Linked DNA regions of Macaca mulatta: region 2 is linked to region 1. A link is a contact called in public Hi-C data. All regions are on one chromosome and are shown on one strand. Each heading gives the region's core, a stretch centred on a gene start, on an enhancer-like site or on the middle of the called end of the contact. The rest is flanking DNA. Distances are from core to core; before and after follow the strand shown. Region 1 has its middle 55 kb from the start of TP53RK. Region 2 has its middle 48 kb from the start of ZMYND8.

Region 1 (3,794 bases), core at 614-3,113:
AATTAACTGGGCATGGTGGTGGGTGCCTGTAATCCCAGTGTAATCCCAGCTACTAAGTAGGCTGAGCAGGAGAATCACTTGGGCCAGGGAGGCAGAGGCTGCAGTGAGCCGAGATTACACCACTACACTCTAGCCTGGGTGACAGAGCGAGACTCTATCTCAGAAAGAAAGAGAAAGAAAGAAAGAAAGAAAGAAAGAAAGAAAGAAAGAAAGAAAGAAAGAAAGAAAGAAAGAAAGAAAGAAAGAGAGAGAGAGAGAGAGAGAGAGAGAGAGAAAGGAAGGAAGGAAGGAAGGAAGGAAGGAAGGAAGGAAGGAAGGAAGGAAGGAAGGAAGGAAGGAATCCTGAATTTGATAATTCCAGGATTATTGGAATTAGCCACTAATTGGGCTGGCTAATTTGGCAACTCAATTATGTCAGAGACAAATACGAGGGTCTCTACAATTCCTTTGGTCTTTCCCTTGTGCTCACAAGATGGCTGCTGCAGCTCCAGACGTTCTGACAACATCCAAAGATAAGATAAACAGGAGAGAAGTTTCTCAAGTATCTCTATCTTATCACACACAAAAAAACTCTGTTTCAGAAGCTCCCAGGAAACATCCACTTGTGTCTCCGTGGCCAGAACCAGGTCATGTGCCTGCCTCTAAACCAATTGCTGGGGGGAAAGGAATGACTTAGCCCAGTCATAATGGATGCCCTGGGGCTGGGCTGAAGCATCTCTCCATTGAGCACATTGTCATCCGACTTGCATGGAACAAACTGGGCATTTTCTTAGCCAAGGAGGGAAGCTGGCTTTCCAGTAGACCAGCAATCTGTCTGCCGCAGTCCTCCGCATATGCTTTTGTGTATTATCTTATGTGTATACGTAGAACCTTATTGAATAAACTTATACCCAAGTCATGCAAAAGCACCGCCAGAACTGATAGCAGAAGCAGTAAGAAAGAAATTACTAAGCTTGGGTCCTTCTTTTTTTTTTTTTTTTTTTGTTTGAGATGGAGTCTCGCTCTGTGGCCCAGGCTGGAGTGCAATGGGTGCTATCTCCGCTCACTGCAGCTTCCGCCTCCCGGGTTCACACCATTCTCCTGCCTCAGCCTCCTGAATAGCTGGGACTACAAGTGCGCGCCGTCAAGCCCGGCTGATTTGTGTATTTTTAGAGACGGGGTTTCAGCATATTGGTCAGGCTGGTCTCAAACTCCTGACCTCGTGATCCACCCACCTCAGCCTCCCAAAGTGCTGGGAATACAGGCGTGAGCCCCCATGCCCTGCCAAGCTTGGGTCCTTCTATCAGACCATGTAAGTTACTGTTTTAACATGAATCCCACCATCTCTGCCTGGCACTGTTAGGTTGCCGTGTATATGAGGCAGAGGGGTGAGTTGTAAAATTTAACTTTGTGAGAGTGACTTCAATTTTGGTGATTGTTTTAGGCTTTCTTTGCCTTGTCTCTCCCTCTCCTCTTTTCAGTTCTTCACTGTAGAACGTAGTTCGGGCTTCTTTTGATCTCTGAGAGACCCTGCTTAATCTCACCACAGCCCTGCAGGTGGGTTTGATTATTTCTGCTGCACAGATGAGAACACAGGTCCGGGTGCAGCCGGGACTCCCTGAGCCAGTCCTCCCGCTGCGCCAGCTCTCTCCTCTAAGGACCTACAAAGAGTGGACTGTCACCCTGATTCCACTATGGAGCGCTCAGGAAGGGAGTCCTGGTATTTCACTGACAAGGCTGGCAGACTGGACCAAGTTGGAATTAAGACTTGCCCTTGTCACCCACAGGGGACCCCCAAGACTTTTCCACCCATCTCCTGTACACACTCAAAATTACAGCCTCCAAGAACAGCTGTGAAAACGCTTTTTAAATAGATGCCTAGCGCGCCCTCGTGTGTCTCCATGGTGTAATAACATTGTAAGGTTTTCAAAACAGCTTTAAAAATAACAACGATGGCTGCTGATACATACTGAGCGCTGATGTGCCAAGCAATGTATAAAGAAATGTAAATGCACAGTTTCGGCTTTGATATAAAATTTTTCTTCTGAAGAAACTTTATATGACCATGGTAAAAAAAAAAAAAAAAAAACTTCACACAGGGCACAAAGGTTTACAGCGAAGTTATCTCCTCCCACTCTGTCCTGCCTGAGGGTGAATGGTGCACACTAATGTTGGGCAGTGCACAACCTGCCCAACCTTTCACCATAACACTGATATAGCTCCATGTGCAAATGAATCTGTGGGATACATTCTTAGATTTGGAATTGCATGTGTATGCAGCCCTCTCCAGGGGGCACTTAGTACCACTTTGAGTCATTGCACTGGCACTACTTGCATTGGCAGATGTTTTCCCCATTATTTCCTTCACTCGATAAACTACTACTAAGCACGTACTGGATACAGGACACTTGATTTCAAGGTTCTCTTTGCTGGTAGCATGAGCGCAGACATGAGTTCAGGCCTTATATCCTATTCTCTCAGCAATCCGGTACCAATGGTTTTTCTTACGAGATTTGAAAATGAGTCCCAGGATCCAGTATCACTGGCTTTGATTGGCTTAGCTTTGGCCACGCCCTCATTCCTGAACCAATCATTGTTGCTGGGATAGTGGGGATGGGGTGCTCTTATTGGCTAACTAGGAGATGGGCGGGGTCCTGAGGAGAAGATCCGTAAGAGCTATCACCTTAGGGGCGAATGGAAGTGGATGGTGTCCAAGCAACAGATGCCCGCTTCTGTGACTCCATCCCTCACAGAAAGTCTATGGGACTCTCTGCCTTGTATGAGTGATACTGTTAGAAAGAGGCAAGAAAATTAAAAGAAAATGTGGATGTTTTCCATATTTGAGTTGATGCGGGCTGGAGACAACAGCTGCCAGAGCTGCAAGGCAGAACGCCCTGAGAAGTGGAACCGGAGGATCCAGGCACCTGTTGAAGGGATGAATGAGAGCCGTGGTGTGAGGATGGGACTCTTTCTGTCTTCCATTTGGCTGAAGCTCCAAACGCCAGGAGTAACCCAATGGGTAGCAAGCACCCTTCCCTCCACCTCTGCAGGAACTGCAAAAAGCAATGGTAAAAAAATTGGTTTGTGATCCCTAGCCCAGTGCTCAAGGAGGTTGGAGAAGCTGAAAGAGAGGACTGGTTTTTAGATGGTTTGGATTTGTGTCCCCACCCAAATCTCATGTCAAATTGTAATCCCCGGTGTTGAAGGAGGGACTGGTGGGAGGTGATCGGATCATGGGGGCGGATTTCCCCTTTGCTGTTCTCGTGATAGTGAGTGAGTTCTCATCAGAGCTGATTGTTTAGAAGTGTGTAGTGCTGGCCGGGCGCGGTGGCTCACGCCTGTAATCCCAGCACTTTGGGAGGCCGAGGCATGCAGATCATGAGGTCAGGAGATGGAGACCATCCTGGCCAACATGGCGAAACCCGGCCTTTACTAAAAATTCAAAAATTAGCTGGGCGTGGTGGCGTGTGCCTGTAGTCCCATCTGCTCGGGAGGCTGAGGCAGGAGAATCACTTGAACCTGGGAGGCGGGGATTGCAGTGAGCCGAGATCGCATCACTGCACTCCAGCCTGGCAACAGAGTGAGACTCCATCTCAAAAAAAAAAAAAAAAAAAAAAAGAAGTGTGTAGTGCCTCCCACCTCTCTCTCTTCCTCCTGCCCAAGCCATGTGAACACGTGCCTTCTCCTGCTCCCTGATGTAAGTTTCCTGAGGCCTCCTCAGCCCTGCCTCCTGTACAGCCTGCAGAACCATGGGCCCGTTAAACCTCTTTTCTTTGTAAATTGCCCAGTCTCGGCTATTTTTTATAGCAATGCGA
Region 2 (3,794 bases), core at 798-3,297, 660 kb before region 1:
GCTACTTAGGAGGCTGAGCTTGCAGTGAGCCAAGATCGCGCCACTACACTCCAGCCAGGGCAACAGAGCGAGACTCAGTCTCAAAAAAAAAAAAAAAGTACACATATACATACATATTTGGATACACATACCTGTATATGTAAATATAGACATGCAAACATACATATATATGAATTGAATACACGGGGGTTTATATAAATAGCTTCATGTTATACTCATTTTTCTGTATCCTGCTTTTCTCATTTAACACATCACATTGACATCCCTCCAGGCCACCTGGCAAAGAGCATTTCAGTGGCTGTGCAATATTCTGTGACGTGGCTATACCGTGATCTCTTCAGAAACTCTGTATGGATGGATATTTACTTTGTTTGCCATTTTTGCCAAGATGAGCAATATTGCACAAATCTTCTTGCACACATATTCTTACACATTAGTTCCCAAGAGTGGAACTTACCCCATGGAAATGTTAAAAGGCCTTGCCCAAAGGCTGTAACAATAATGTATTAGGGTTGCCGGGGGCGGTGGCCCACGCCTGTAATCCCAGCACTTTAGGAGGCCAAGGCGGGTGGATCACATGAGGTCAGGAGTTTGAGACCAGCCTGGCCAACATGTTGAAGCCCACTCCGTACTGAAAATACAAAAAATTAGCCGCGTGCGGTGACACATGCCTGTAATCCCAGCTACTCAGGAGGCTGAGGCAGGAGAATCTCTTGAACCTGGAAGGCAGAGGTTACAGTGAGCCGAGATGGCAACATTGCACTCCAGCCTGGGCAACAAGAGCAAAACAATGTCTCAAAAAAAAAAAAAAAAAAAGCTGGGCGCGGTGGCTCAAGCCTGTAATCCCAGCACTTTGGGAGGGCGAGACGGGTGGATCACGAGGTCAGGAGATCGAGACCATCCTGGCTAACACGGTGAAACCCCGTCTCTACTAAAAAATACAAAAAACTAGCCAGGCGAGGTGGCGGGCGCCTGTAGTCCCAGCTATTCCGGAGGCTGAGGCAGGAGAATGGCGTGAACCCGGGAGGCGGAGCTTGCAGTGAGCTGAGATCCGGCCACTGTACTCCAGCCTGAGCGACAGAGCGAGACTCCGTCTCAAAAAAAAAAAAAAAAAAAAAAAAAAACCCACAATAATGTGGAGGCAGGCGCAGTAGCTCACACCTGTAATTCCACCACTTTGGGAGGCTGAGGTGAATGGCTCGCCTGAGGTCAGGAGTTCGAGACCAGCCTGGCCAACATGGTGAAACCTCACCTCTAGTAAAAATACAAAACATTAGCTGGGCATGGTGGTGGGCGCCTGTAATCCCAGCTACTTGGGAAACTGAGGCAGGAGAATCGCTTGAACGCGGGAGATGGAGGTTGCAATGAACAGAGATGGCGCTATTGCACTCCAGCTTGGGCGACAAGAGCAAAACTCCATCCACAAAAAAAAAAGTATTAGGGGTTTTTGTTTTTTTTTTTTTTTTTTTTTTTTTGAGACAGAGTCTCGCTCTGTCGCCCAGGCTGGAGTGCAGTGGCGCAATCTCGGCTCACTGCAAGCTCCGCCTCCCGGGTTCACGCCATTCTCCTGCCTCAGCCTCCTGAGTAGCTGGGACTACAGGCGCCCGCCACCGCGCCCGGCTAATTTTTTGTATTTTTAGTAGAGACGGGGTTTCACCGTGGTCTCGATCTCCTGACCTTGTGATCCGCCCGCCTCGGCCTCCCAAAGTGCTGGGATTACAGGCGTGAGCCACCGCGCCCGGCATGGGGTTTTTTTCCATATGGCCACCAGCAATAACTGTTACGGTTCTTTGATTTTCTTTCTCTCCTTCCCTTCCTCTGCCTTCTGCGTCTCCTGTCCCTCTCCCTCTTCCTTTTCCTTCTCCTTCATTTAAATTAAGGTGAAGTTCACATAAGGAAAAATTAACCAAAGTGGTATTTACCACATTCACAATGCTGTGTAACCACCACCTCTATCTAGTTCTAAAACATTTTTAGCACCTCAAAAGGAAACCCCATACCCGATTCAGCTATTCGTGCAAAGGCAAGGTCATTAAGCATTGAGTGGCAGCCAGAAGGACTTGGCAGAATACAGGCATGGATAAATTGGCTAATTTTAGTTCACGAATGCTGCATTTTAATAACCCTTAATAACTCACATAGTGAATTACTATTAAGTCGCTTGTGGATGCATATAGACCTGAAATGAGTTCTGGCGGTGTCTGTCATTCAGGGGCAAGAACTGAAAGGAGGACAAGAGATTTCAATATTCTAGAACACTGTGGCTTCTATGATCTTTCTTGTGACAGATACACCCTCCTAGCTAAGCCAACTACCATCCCTAACCTGTGACTCTTTTCTTCTTCCTATTTTATTTATTTTATTTATTTTTTGAGACGAAGTTTCGTTCTTGTTGCCCAGGCTGGAGTGCAATGGCATGATCTCAGCTCACTGCAACCTCCACCTCCCGGGTTCAAGTGATTCTCCTGCCTCAACTTCCCGAGTAACTGGGATTACAGGCATGCACCACCACGCCTGGCTAATTTTGTATTTTTAGTAGAGACGGGGTTTCACCATGTTGGCCAGGCTGGTCTCAAACTCCTGACCTCAGGTAATCAGCCTGCCTCAGCCTCCCAAAGTGCTGGGATTACAGGCGTGAGCCACCATGCCCGGCCATTCTTCTTCCTATTTTAGAAGCTGGAAAGCTTCACATTTGTTCTCCCAGGTTCCTTTGCAACTGCAGTTGCCAACTATGCTGTTGGATTTCCAAGAAATGTTTGCTTTCCTGAAAAAAGGGAGAGACACAACTGGCTCCAGCCCTTTTCCTGCCTCTTCCTGCTTTGAATACTCACGTGATGCCTGGAGCTGCAGCAGCCATCTTGTTTACCAAGAGAGAAAGCCAAGATGATCACAGAGTAGCCAGTACTGGTATTGTTCCGCCAGCAACAGCAGATACTTACCTCCAGATTTTGGGGGGGAAAAATGTAAGCCACTCTTTTTCTCCTTTCTTCTGTTTTTTGTTTGTTTTGTTTTTGTTTTTGTTTTTATGAGACAAAAGTGAATCACAGATGCAAAGGACGCTAGCCTGTCAAAAATGTCCTGTGTTGGGCTTGAATTGTGTTACTCAGGCTGGAATGCAGTGGTGTGAACATGGCTCACTGTAGCCTCGACCTCCTGGGCTCAAGTGATCCTTCCCACTCAGCCTCTCGATTAGCTAAGACTGCAGGCATGCACCACCACACCCAGCTAATTTATTTTTTGTAGAGTGTAGTCTTGCCATGTTGCCCAGGCTCATCTCAAATTCCTGGGCTCAAGCAGTTCTCCTACCTCAGCTTCCCAAAGTGCTGGGATTACAGGCATGAGCCACTGTGCCTGGCCATGTAAGCCATTCTAAATCATAGTTTCTGCTATTTAAAGCCCAAAGCCCAAAAAGTTCCTAACTGCTTGAACCTGGGAGGCAGAGGTTGCAGTGAGCCAAGATCGCACCATTGCACTCCAGCCTAAGTGACAAGAGCAAAACTCCATCTGAAAAAAAAAGCAAATCACAGGTAAGAGATGCAAAGGATACAGGCCTGTCACACATGTCCTGTGTTGTGCTTGAACTCTGGTAATTTTATTTACTTTATTTATTTATTTATTTAGAGACAGAGTCTTACTGTGTTGCCTAGGCTGGAGTGCAGTGGTGTGCTCTCCAGCCTGGCCAACATGATGAAACCTTGGCTCTACTAAAATACAATAAGCCAGGTGTGGCCAGGCGTGATGGCGCATGCCTGTAATCCCAGCACTTTGGGAGGCCGAGGCAGGCAGATCACCTG

The links. Hi-C and Micro-C count contacts between places; a contact is called where the count stands out from the background.
Region 2: a Hi-C map of fetal cortex germinal zone shows a contact between it and region 1, with 6 times the contacts expected there. The contact joins two enhancer-like sites. A contact is called at or near these places in 2 of 14 Hi-C or Micro-C datasets (fetal cortex germinal zone and fetal cortical plate).

What each region holds. Positions count from the first base shown.
Region 1 is chr10:99,547,365-99,551,158 of T2T-MMU8v2.0, reverse strand. No RefSeq gene overlaps it. Among named protein-coding and RNA genes, the nearest start is that of TP53RK, 55 kb to the right of the region's middle. Within about 2 kb of position 1,863, at least 2 of the 40 cell types and tissues checked have an H3K27ac peak or open chromatin away from gene starts, as enhancers often do. A contact at or near this core is called in fetal cortex germinal zone, where this site is marked.
Region 2 is chr10:100,208,319-100,212,112 of T2T-MMU8v2.0, reverse strand. No RefSeq gene overlaps it. Among named protein-coding and RNA genes, the nearest start is that of ZMYND8, 48 kb to the right of the region's middle. Within about 2 kb of position 2,047, at least 1 of the 40 cell types and tissues checked has an H3K27ac peak or open chromatin away from gene starts, as enhancers often do. A contact at or near this core is called in fetal cortex germinal zone, where this site is marked.